Linked DNA regions of Gossypium hirsutum: region 2 is linked to region 1. The links are chromatin contacts, called in public Hi-C maps. All regions are on one chromosome and are shown on one strand. Each heading gives the region's core, a stretch centred on a gene start, on an enhancer-like site or on the middle of the called end of the contact. The rest is flanking DNA. Distances are from core to core; before and after follow the strand shown. Region 1 holds the start of LOC107893657 (40S ribosomal protein S12-2). Region 2 holds the start of LOC107901585 (reticulon-like protein B21).

Evidence for each region. Hi-C and Micro-C count contacts between places; a contact is called where the count stands out from the background.
Region 2: a Hi-C map of hypocotyl shows a contact between it and region 1, with 3 times the contacts expected there. The contact joins the promoter of LOC107901585 here to the promoter of LOC107893657 in region 1. A contact is called at or near these places in 14 of 34 Hi-C or Micro-C datasets (anther, hypocotyl, leaf and 2 more).

What each region holds. Positions count from the first base shown.
Region 1 is chrA06:36,008,222-36,013,985 of Gossypium_hirsutum_v2.1, forward strand. It overlaps LOC107893657 (40S ribosomal protein S12-2), which reads left to right and starts at 1,751. Exons shown (of 5, transcript XM_016818711.2): 1 at 1,751-1,858; 2 at 1,965-2,009; 3 at 2,280-2,568; 4 at 3,236-3,301; 5 at 3,488-3,822. The coding sequence starts at 2,002. The coding sequence ends at 3,541.
Region 2 is chrA06:36,317,365-36,323,241 of Gossypium_hirsutum_v2.1, forward strand. LOC107901585 (reticulon-like protein B21) reads right to left here and starts at 4,197. Exons shown (of 9, transcript XM_016827641.2): 1 at 3,073-4,197; 2 at 2,914-2,970; 3 at 2,726-2,828; 4 at 2,572-2,646; 5 at 2,346-2,490; 6 at 2,199-2,268; 7 at 1,353-1,418. The coding sequence starts at 4,042.

The sequences.
Region 1 (5,764 bases), core at 501-3,000:
CATTGAAATTTTAAACCAACTTAATCAAGGAAAAACAAACAATTACCCATAATAAATATACACATGAAAAATCCAACCTCTAATGTCAACAAACAAATCTAGACAGACATGTTTTCCATAGCATTAGGTTGCTGAGATTAATTTAGAAACAAATTTTTGTGTTCAATGCATAGCATTAAAGCCTTTAGAATCTAAGCCAACCAAAAGGAGAGAGAACAATAACAATGTTTATATAAGGTTAACTTTAAGAGAGATGGATATGGCTTGTGCTATTTTTTTATGGGTGAACTACACCATAAGTCCTTGTATTATCTGTAAATTATAATTTTAATTTATTTCTTTTTAATCTTTATACTTTTGAAATTTTAATTCTAATCAAAATGAAGTTATCAAATCATTATGTTGAGTCTTGTTATTTCCAAGGTCTTATACGACAAATATAGTGTTGAAGTGATGGATGCAGTGCCTACCAAAGGTGACATTGCGAGAAGAACAACAAAAACAAAAAGTAGAATAAATTGTTTATGCAAATCGATTTTCCTTTGTTTACGAAGTCTAGCTCAATGAATAAATTCACTATCTGGCAACCAAATACAACAAGTGGTTTAAGTTCTATCACACTCTTGTATAACAACCTTTCTTTTGTACTTAAAAATCTAAATCAATCACTTCTAAGTTTTTCACTGAAAACGGGAAAACTTAGACTGCAAAACCATGTAACTAATTTGTTTTACTCTCTTAATGCGCTCACTAGAATAAGTTCCTCAATGAACATAAAGTGTTATTAACTCTCAATACAAGAACTATACAAATCTCTTCAAATATATAAGAGTTTGAGAGTAGCTATTATACTAGATCTAATACAATCAATTCCCTTACAAAACTACAGGTAAAATAACATATATATCGTATGACAATGAAGTCTAAAATAAGTAGGATTGATTGAGATAAGTCTTCAATGCAGTCTCGATATGACCTCCATAATTCAAGGAATTTAATTGCTTCATGTGATCCAATCCTCAAGATATGTTACTTTAAATGGATTGATCTTCATAGAAGGACTATCATATTTCTGCAATATTAGCATGATTCACATTCAAAATTTTTGTTTCAAAAATTGCCAACTTCAAACATGGAAAGTTATAAAGTCTGTCGCAGTGTTAGCTCAATGATCACTTTCATTAACATTGCACAAGCCACTTCAAGTATACTTGCCTCAACAAATATTATCACATGTGTCATGTCATTTAAACTTGTTATTTCTACATATTACTCATAAAAAAAATTTAATTGGTAGATTTAATGATTATTGTTTTATGTTAAGATTGAAATTTTAAATTTTAAAATGTATGAGGACTAAAAATGAACAATATTGGAGAAAATGGACTAAACCTACAAACTTCATGCATTAGTAGAAGAATTTAACCAAAGGAATTTAAATGTTAGCATATGAATCAAGATTGAAATTTTAAAATTCAAAAAAATACAAAGACTAAAATTAACAATTTAAAAGTACAAATACTAAATCAACTACTTACAGATGCATGATTAATAGTAAAAATTAATCAAAAGGATATAACTGATACTATTTGGATTATGATTAAAATTTTAAAATTAAAAAATATAGTGACTAAATTTGACTAATTTAAAAAGTATAATAATCAAATTTATATCTTACACATAATACATGGACTAATAACAAAATTTGACCTTTGCAAAGCCCAATTGAAAGAGGGGAGCCCAAAGGACCCAATTAAAAGATTGAAAGAAATAGGGCTTCGTTTATAAGAATCCCTTCTCTAATATTGCCAAACCCTTCCCCATTCCTTCGCCACCCAGCTGCTGCAAATTATCTCTCGTGGGTTCGCCGCTCTACATATTTCTGTTCTTTAGCTTTCGCTGTTTTTAGATTAGCCAAAAGATCCGGTTCCATTAACGCTGTCTTTTTCTTCTTCTTTTACCAGGAAACAGTACCTCCGGTTCCAACTTCAGCTCAAAAATATGTCAGGGTAAGCAACAATTTATCCCTTTTTAAAGGTTTCAAGGCCGTTTTCATTACACTATCACATAAATTTTAATCTTTTTGTTGGGTTTGTTCTGATTTCTCCATATGAAATTCGAATTGCTTTGCATTCTCATTATATACCCTTTGGGTTTGTTTGAATTGTTTATTTTATTTCAGATTTTATTATTATTCGGAAGTTTTATCATGATTAGGGACAACTTTTTATTTTTATTTTAATGTATTTATGTTGTGTTCGTGCTGCTTGCTCTTGCAGGGAAGAAGTTGCGGTTGCCCAACCCGAGGCGGCGCCTGCACTCGGTGAGCCAATGGACATCAACACAGCCTTGCCCCTTGTGGTTAGGAAGTCACGAGCTCACGGTGGGCTCGCACGGGGCTTGCATGAAGCTGCCAAGGCAATTGAAAAGCACAATGCGCATCTTTGCGTTATAGCTGATGACTGCGACCAGCCGGACTATGTTAAGCTGGTCAAGGCACTTTGTGCTGATCATAATGTTAAAGTGCTACGTGCCCCGAGCGCAAAAACACTCGGCGAGTGGGCTGGTGTAAGTGGCATTTTGTTGCTTGTTTATGTTTGATTTATTTCCTTGTGATCAGAACATGCTGAGGGTGCTGTACTGATACTGCTTGTTCATGATATGTTGAGTAGTTATTAGTTTTGGGAGACATTAAGTTAGAAAGTCAAATTGAAAGGGACTACTATTTCTGTAAATGCCGGTATTGTCAAGGCACGATTGCATCTTGTGCCTTAGCACTAGAAAACAATAGCTTCTTAGGTCCTTTTTGGCAAGTGCCATTTGATTAGGCACCTGCCCAATGTGCCTAGGTGTGCTTTTTTGCAAGGCAGTAGGCATAAAATTTAATCTTGTCTGATTGAAGTCCATTTAAATTTCCTTTATTGTTCAAAATTTTCAATAGATATATCTTTACTAGTAAGAAAGGGTCAGTACTAAATTTTCTACTTCTCAATATTTGAATATTCGACAATAGGCATGCACCATAAGAAAATCATGCATATTGAGCAATAAAAAAAGTTGCTGTTTTGTATATATTTATATACAAAAACACACATGCATATGTAATGCACTTCACTCAGACTAGCACTCTTTTTGGCACCTTGTGCCCGAGGTAGTATAAGGGTTGTAGCTCCTAAAGTGTGCCTTGTGCCCTTGAAAACTGGTAAATGCTAATTGTGTTCATCTGTACATGCAGTTGTGTAAGATAGACTCTGAGGGTAAAGCACGAAAGGTAGTTGGTTGTTCCTGCGTAGTTGTGAAGGTATGAGCATGTACCTGGGAGTACAATCTTGTTTTGCTTACAGAAATATTTGTCTAATCAAATTCGTTCTTTCTTCTAACCTTATTTTCCGTTTTAAATCATTTCTATTGCCAAGCAATATTTAGAAAACTTGAGTACATGTTCTTGACTCATTATTGTTGGGATCTATGGTTCTTTCTTCTGCAGGATTATGGTGAACAACATGAGGCCGTCGAAGTTGTTCTGCAGCACAAGGACTAGGTGACCGGAAGATGGTTTCTTTGGTAAAATCAAAGCTATTTTTCTGGGCCATTTATTTATTTTTGATAGTAAACTGTGGATTAATATGCCTGAGAATTTCTTTTTTCTTTTTCCGAAGTTGTTGCAATGCTGAACTGCTCGGTGTTTCTTAAATATGCTAGGCTTTTTTTCCCTTTACTAAATTATGTGTTTAGTAGGAGCAAGCCATTTGGAAATCCAACAATTTTATCAGATGTTTTGTCCTCTATTTATGAAAAACCAGTTCAAGTTTGCGTTGTTAATGGGGCTAGGACCCATAGCTAAGCTCGATCCAAACTGTCTGTCCGGTTATAACATTGTTATTGGTTCATGGACTTAGTTTCATGCTTGACTATTGAAATTGCTTTTCTATGGTGGGGCAGTAAAAGTAGCCAAATCAATAGGAGGGAGAGAATTTAGGTTCAAACTCTGGAAATGACATTGGTGGAAGCAGCAGCCATAAACTCTGAAAGGGTTAGCTTTTATGAACTGAAAAACAAATATTTATGGACCATAAAATGGAAAAATAATTTGTTAAAGACGATCAAATTATAATATGTTAGGACATCTATTTTACCGGGTTTAGTCGAGCTCGAGCGTTGTTTTTAAAACTAGTCTATGATTTTTGTTTGATTCTTTCTGATTCATCAGCAGCTTATTTTATATTACTTTTAACATATTTTTATATTTGTAAAAAAATGCAACTGTCTATTTCGTTGGTAAAAGTTTATGAAAGTTGATTGGAGAATTAAAAATCATTATTCAGAAAAACTAAAAATATTTTTGTTTAATTAACTCAAGCATAATGCGAAAAGATAAATTCTTCCAAATACAATTTTTTTTCTATGGGTTTTTTGATATAATAAGTATGAAATAAATTCTGAATATCTTAAAATTTTTTTGAATAATTTCATTATAGGTTTTGATTATATCTGTTTTTTTGACACAATGTTTAGAATTATCTATAGTTCTTTTTTAACTCATAAATAGGAGGAGAATACGTTTTAGTCTGTCTTCTTGGATTAATAACAATGCTTTATATACGACTATCTATTTTTTTAATGATAAATTATTTCAAAATTTTAATAAAATAAATTCAACTTAATATTATCTACTTTAAGTGATAAGTAGTTATCTATATACTTGTGTTATTTACTATTTTATTTTTAAAAAATTAGAATGAGTATCAAACTCCTTAGTTTAAATGCAAATATTTCGTAAAAAAATTATTTGACGGATTTTTTAATTATGAAGATTTGGATTTAACTTTGATACCATGATTTTATTTTCAAAGAGTATATTATAATTTTTGTGAATTTCAAATTTGAAGTAATGTAGATAAACAAATCAAATGAATTCAAATAAAGTCTGCTTGAATTAATCTTTAAGTATTAAAAATTTGAAATTAAGCTTCCAACTCGATATATTCGATTACAACCTAGTTGGGTTACTTTTTCATGAAAAAGAACATGAGAGCCAGATTTAACAAAAAAGTCCAATCTCCCATTTAGTTAATTTAATATTAATTAAGCTTTCTAGTAATTCTCTTCAAGTTTTTTATTTGTTCGTTCCATGTTTATTCGAACAAGAACGAATTTTTTACTTGGGCCATGAAAGGATTCAGCCTCTTTGATGTTAGTTGTTCATTGTCTACGATGTTAGTTGTTCATTGTCTACAAGATTGTGACATATTTGACAAAGCATCAATTTGGTTAGACTAAGATTCTCAAGTGTTTCAATAAATCGTTGTGATGGTCATGAATTTATTGGATAATAATTGAGTTCTTATCTTTATCTTTTAGAGTATATCAAGTTATTGGAGAACTTCTTTATGAAGACTATTGTGAGATAAATATAGAATATAATTAATAAATAAAATAAGCCTTTAAAGGAGTATTTCAAGCTTATCAAAACACTTGTTGTTCATCATGTTGGAGAGCTTACAAATGGGCTATTGATCGACATTCTTGGTGAGTTGCGTAGGGTGTTTTAGACATTCCCTATTTAGGGATTTGTTATGGAAAGATATTATGTAATGTGAGGTATTTGAGGGAGAGTGATTTGTACAATTAGGATCAATATTGGGGCAGCAATTACTTCTTTGAATATGGGTAGATTGACTTAAGCCAATAGGGGATCCAAATAATTGGTGAATAATCATTCTCCGAGCGAGGCTCCATAGATGTAGGATTGGAGAAACTTTTC
Region 2 (5,877 bases), core at 2,947-5,446, 310 kb after region 1:
TAAAGGTTTTTTTTTTTTAGAAGTTACAACTAATGGTTTCAATTAGAAACAGTCTTTATAAACATTGAATTGAATAATTAGGCCACATTGGAGAGACAAAAATGTAGATTGGGTGAAACTTTGCTCATGGTCTGTAAAATTAGGAACCATCACAAGCACTTCGATTATAAAATTATTATATTAATTTAATATTCTTTAAAATTCTAAACCCTAAAAGTTAAAAAAGTTAATGTTAGAAAACAAAAATTCTAACAAATCAGCGTAAATGATGCTATAGTTTTTGACTTTGATGTGTTTTTGGAATTTGAATTGATGACACCAAATATAATGAAAAAAACAAAACATAAATAATATAGATATTAAAGCAGTTTAAGTACCAAGTCGTATTAATATTAAGCAAATTTGAGGATACAACAAATTAATTTATGACCCAATATGAAGCCTTTCCCTCCTTTATAGGTCCTACACTTGTTCACTATTTGATGCATCTAACTTTCATTCCCAAGCATAATGGACCTACAACATTATGCCTCAACTTTTCACTTTATGATGTACCTAGATTTTCAATTAAAATCACAAAATTATAACAGTTTTTAAGCTTTATATCGTAAATATAAGTCCCTTTATGTGTGGATTTATTTTGTTTTTATAGCTTCCTTTTTCTATTCTTTTATATAGGCTAAAACTTGATGTCAACCAAAATTTAAACTAGTTCAACTTTGTTTGAAAATTAATAAGAAAATTTACCCTAAGAAGACATGATCAAATCATATCAGATTTGTTTTGGGGTCAAATTACTTAGGATTCATGTCAACATTTGGTTGAGTTTGGGTTCGGGTTTAGAATTTTTGAGTCAATCATCACGATTTTGATCATTTCGAGTTCAATTTGTTTTGAGTTAATGTTTTTCAAGTTTGAGGCAATGTTTTAAGTTTGAGTTGCACAGTTTCAATGGTATTGTTGACTTTTTTATGATTAAATCAAGATTGAATTCAAATTGATTGATTAATAATTTTCAAATTCAAGTCAAGGTTAAAACTCACAAATATAAATTAGATCAATCAAATCAAACATACAATATATGAAGAAAAAAGACAAATGTAGGGGCAATGATATTATATTAGAGGCGTTCATAGATCATACAGTCAACTCAACTTATTTTAGATTATGCTTGAGTTTACATTTTTCAATTTAGACTAGTCTAACCCGGCTTTTTTTTTTTAAAACCATAAAATGTGTTTTTAAGATGTGTTCAGGCTAAAAAAAAATTTTAAAATCGAACCTCGATCGGGTCCAATCCATGAGTGTATAATATATGATTGATGGGAGATAATTGGGATAGGAATTTTTACCGTAGGCAGTTAATTGGTGGGAATAAGAAGAGCAGACTTTTGGAACAGTGAAAACCCCAAAAAACCCTACAATCAACAACAAAACCATGCCTCAGTTAAAAAGGTAAAAACATGCAGTCATTTAGATCTCGTTTTCACCGAAACAATTTAACTGTTCTGTTTTATATAGTTGTTATTTACTTCAGCCATGATTGTCTAACTTGCTTTTATTTACAAGGTCAAATTTTAGCTTTGGTCCCTCTATTATACTTAAAATTTAAATTTAATCTTTATACTTTAATTTGACATAATTTTTTACTTTTATAATGTCTCGGTCAAAATAATTAACTATTTCAATTAAAATATTGAAATGATTTTTTTTTAAAAAAACCATTCACTCCAATACCCAAAAAAACCATTTCAATAATATATACCATTATAATTATCGATATTTATACTATTATACTTTGTGTGACCGAGTTGATGTCAACAATTCAGTTGGTGTAAGTAAACAAAATAAAAAAAAATCTGTAAAATTCAAAAATAAACTGGATTAATTAAGTGTTTTAATTTTAAATTTTATTTTAAGAAATAATTTATTTTAAATATCTAGCATTTACCTTCAATTTATTTTAAGAAATAATTATTTTAAATATTATTATTTTCTTAAATAAAAAATTTATGTCAAATATTTTTTTCACGCATATTGTTGTGTATATGACAAATTCTTGCAAAAGTAGAAGATTGCATTATGTGAAATTATGCTAATAAGTATTAAATATCAAATTTGAGTATAATAGAGGGACCAAAATATAATTTGACCTAAAACTCATGATCTCAACCAAGAGGAAAAAAAAAAAAACTTACCCAATTTGGCCATTTTCCAGACAGTTATGGAGCTGCCACATCTGGCCAAAACAAATAGTAGCACTGCCAACTGCAAATGGTCCCAATTGATCAACTTTCTTTAAAAATCAAAACCAAATGGTTGAAAAAAAACAATGGGAAATTTACCTTCATTGTAGTATAAGGATCACCAGAAAAAAGTGCTCTCAGCTTTAATAAGAACTCGTTCAAATATGGAAGAACCAATTTAAGTACCCAAATTGCTGCTTCTTCTCCAACCACACACCTTGATTCATCTACATCCACAACTCCCCTGCATTATCATAGAAAGTTAGGGGGGAGGGGGAGAAGGTCTTTATTTGTTCATTAATGGCATCTAATGCAATGTGTTTACCTGCAGATGATTGATCTGTAAAGGAATATAGCAGCAAGGTAAACAAGTCCCGCATAGGAAGTTACTGTAATGCAGCTGTTGAAACATTGAACGAGGAGTTTTAGTGATGGACTCAAAAAAGATTAGAAAGGAAAAAGGATGACAATTCTGAGACCTGATGTCGAGGTCTTGTGTGTAAGATGATGAAATGATGATGAATGTTCCGACCCCGAAGATTAATGCCGATTTCGATACATCCCTCCACATTACTAAATCAACTGAAAAGATGAAAAGGGTTTAATAAAGTTGCAGCTATGGAATTCATTGATGTTGTTTCCAAGGAATGGAATCAGTTAAATATACCTAAATTGTGCAATTGGTTCTGAGTTTGGGGGAAACTTTGATAATGGTAATCGTCATCTGCAATTTATTCCAAGCAATAAGGTCATTAGCAACATTCATTTAGCACTAAAAGAGAGTTGCTTATCTCAATATAGCATCAAATGGGAACACAAAACTTACAAAGGGTAGCATTCTTTACAACTGGTGGTGGCTGCTTGTTAAGAGTTGGAGAAAATGGTGCAGCTTTGTTAGGGAATTGACTAGTATTCTTCACTCCATTAGTAACTGTGCTAGGCTTGTTATCTTCTTGCAACTTTTTCACTTCATTTACAGCTTTATTGGGCTTCATTTCATTAGGAACTTTGTTAGGCTTCTTCTCCACCTCTGGTACATTCATTTCCTTAATGTCAAAGCTTTTCTTTTCATCCCCAACATCCTCCATTTCTTCATCTTCTTCATCATCACCATTGCTTGAAATGACCATTTCTTGGCACACACCAAACTCTTTGCAATGCTCCTCCCACTCAGATTCATACTTCAAGTTTTCATTTGAGTCCTTGTCACTCCCTTCAATTTTTTCATCATCAAAAACTAAAACTTTATCATCATTTCCATTTTCATTACAAGATTGAGCTGAGGCCTTCACTGAATTCCCCTCTATTCCCTCGCCTGATTCAATGCCATCTTTGCTGCTCATCTCAACACCCTTTTTAGCAACATCAGATCTTAGCTTCTTACTATGAATTGGGGTTCTCTCAATTCCATCAACAGATTTACTAAGATCCCTAATCCCTTTCTTGACCTGAATGGGAACCTTCTTAATCCCATCAACAGACAAGCTCAAGTCTTTGCAATGCTCCATGGATTTTCCTTTAGCTACCCTAATTGGGTTCTTCTCCAACCCTTCAAAGCTTTCACTTTTCCATGTCTTTCTCTTCCCACTAACACCTACACCCCCAAAGGTTTGCCCTTTCTTCAAGCTCAACCTTTTATTACCACCAGCATTGTTTCCCTCACCATTGCCGTTTTCTTCTTCATTGAAGACCTTGATCCCACCTTTGAATTCATCACTTTTCATCCTGGTTTCCCACACTGAGCCTGCAACAACACTGCTTTTACCTCCTGTTCTTCTGCTATTACTTGAATCCATCTCTTTTGCCCTCCTATTTATCTCACTTTCTATTTACCCTTTGTGGGAAACAACTCCTACTGGGACATGGGTGTTACAATTATTGGATAAGAAGCTTTAAATTGAAGAAATGGAGGTCTTTGTGGGATCAAACAATGACAGAAAAAAGAGAGGTATATATGAGTGAATTGCCAGGGAGGGGGGGGGACTGGGTTTCCTTCATTTTTACTCGGGTTTAATTTTGCTCTCAGCCCCTATACTTTTAAGACTTTTAAAATTAAATCCCTGTACAATTGTAATTGATAACATAAATAGTAGATTTCTGTTAAATTTTATTAATGTGTGGCCTTTTGATATTCAGAGTTCTTACTTAGAAAATAAAGTTAAGTTGATATCACATGTTGAAATGAGATAGTGATATTAGTTAGACTTGATTTTTAGTGCAATAAAAATGTGGCATTTGTCGTTTTCTTTTTCTTTTAAGGAACATGTGTCATTTTTTATGGACAATCTTTTTAATAAAATAGACAAAAATCATAGTTTATATGTTAAAATGAGAAAAAAAAGTTTAAATAATAAAGTGAAGAAAACGTTATATTTGGAGACTTAAATTAGACTAGTAGAAAGGTTAAATTATTGAAATAAAAAACAAAGGACTGAATATAAAAAGTATAAAAAGTACAGGGACTGAAAGACAAAATTAGAGGTTTTAATTATTGTTGGATTTTGGGTAAAGAGAATTAGAAGATTTTACATACATGGTGTTACGGATTTTTCTTTCTTTTTCTTTTTGCAGAAGTATTCTCTCTCAAAAGGATATGTAAGACTGTGAGTTAACACTGCAATTTCACATTGTCCTTACTGAAAAAGGGCTTACTTTGGATCTGAGGCAACAATTATCAAATTTTGTGCATATGAATAACAAAATCCCAAAAATGTCAAAATTATGGTTTTGGTTCCCTACTACATTTAAATTTTAAATTTTAAATTTTAATATAATCTTTTATTTTTATAATGTAATTAATTCATCTAAATAATTATCGCGTTAAATTATTTTGATCAAAATATCATTTTGGAATTTTGTTAAAATCAATATGAACATAATATGTTGGAAGAGATGTACTATTTCCTACTGCAATAATTCAACATTTTAGATAATGTCGAGGAAATATTTTATATATAAATTAAGATTTAAAATATTTATAATAGTATTAGTAAGTTTAAATTGTTTCTATCAATAGTATTAAGAAGTAAAGAAGTGAAGAAGAGCAGCAAAATGTGTTACCAAGGTATTAGAAGATTAAATTAAGAAGGACTAAAACAGCAATTAAATCATGCATTTTTATTTTTTTAATTATGAAATAAGGTCCCACCTACCCCTTTCTGTTAAACAAGCATGTGACACCATCTCGTGGCAAGAGATGGTGCCTTCATATAATTGTCACCGACACCCTTCTACTCATTTTATTAACTTTGGATAATATTTTGTTATAAAGCAATTCATCCAAATCATTTTAACTATGAAAATATTTATTTTGCAAAAGTGAGCTAGATTCAAGATTTGGACAAAGATGGGGGATTTGTGTGCAAATGCCATGATTAATTAATCAACCTTATTTTTCAAGTTCTCAAAAGTAATTATATATGAAAATTAGAGCATACAATAAATAATAATAATAATAAGTATAATTTGAAATTAGTTGTAACAAATGAAACATATATGATATTAAATTATGAGTAAAAATAAAATTTAAATACAAAAACACATCAAATTAAAAATACTAAATGGATACAATTGTTTATCATTGTATTGTTATGGATCGTGAGTTAGTCTCAAGTTAATTTGTAACACTAAC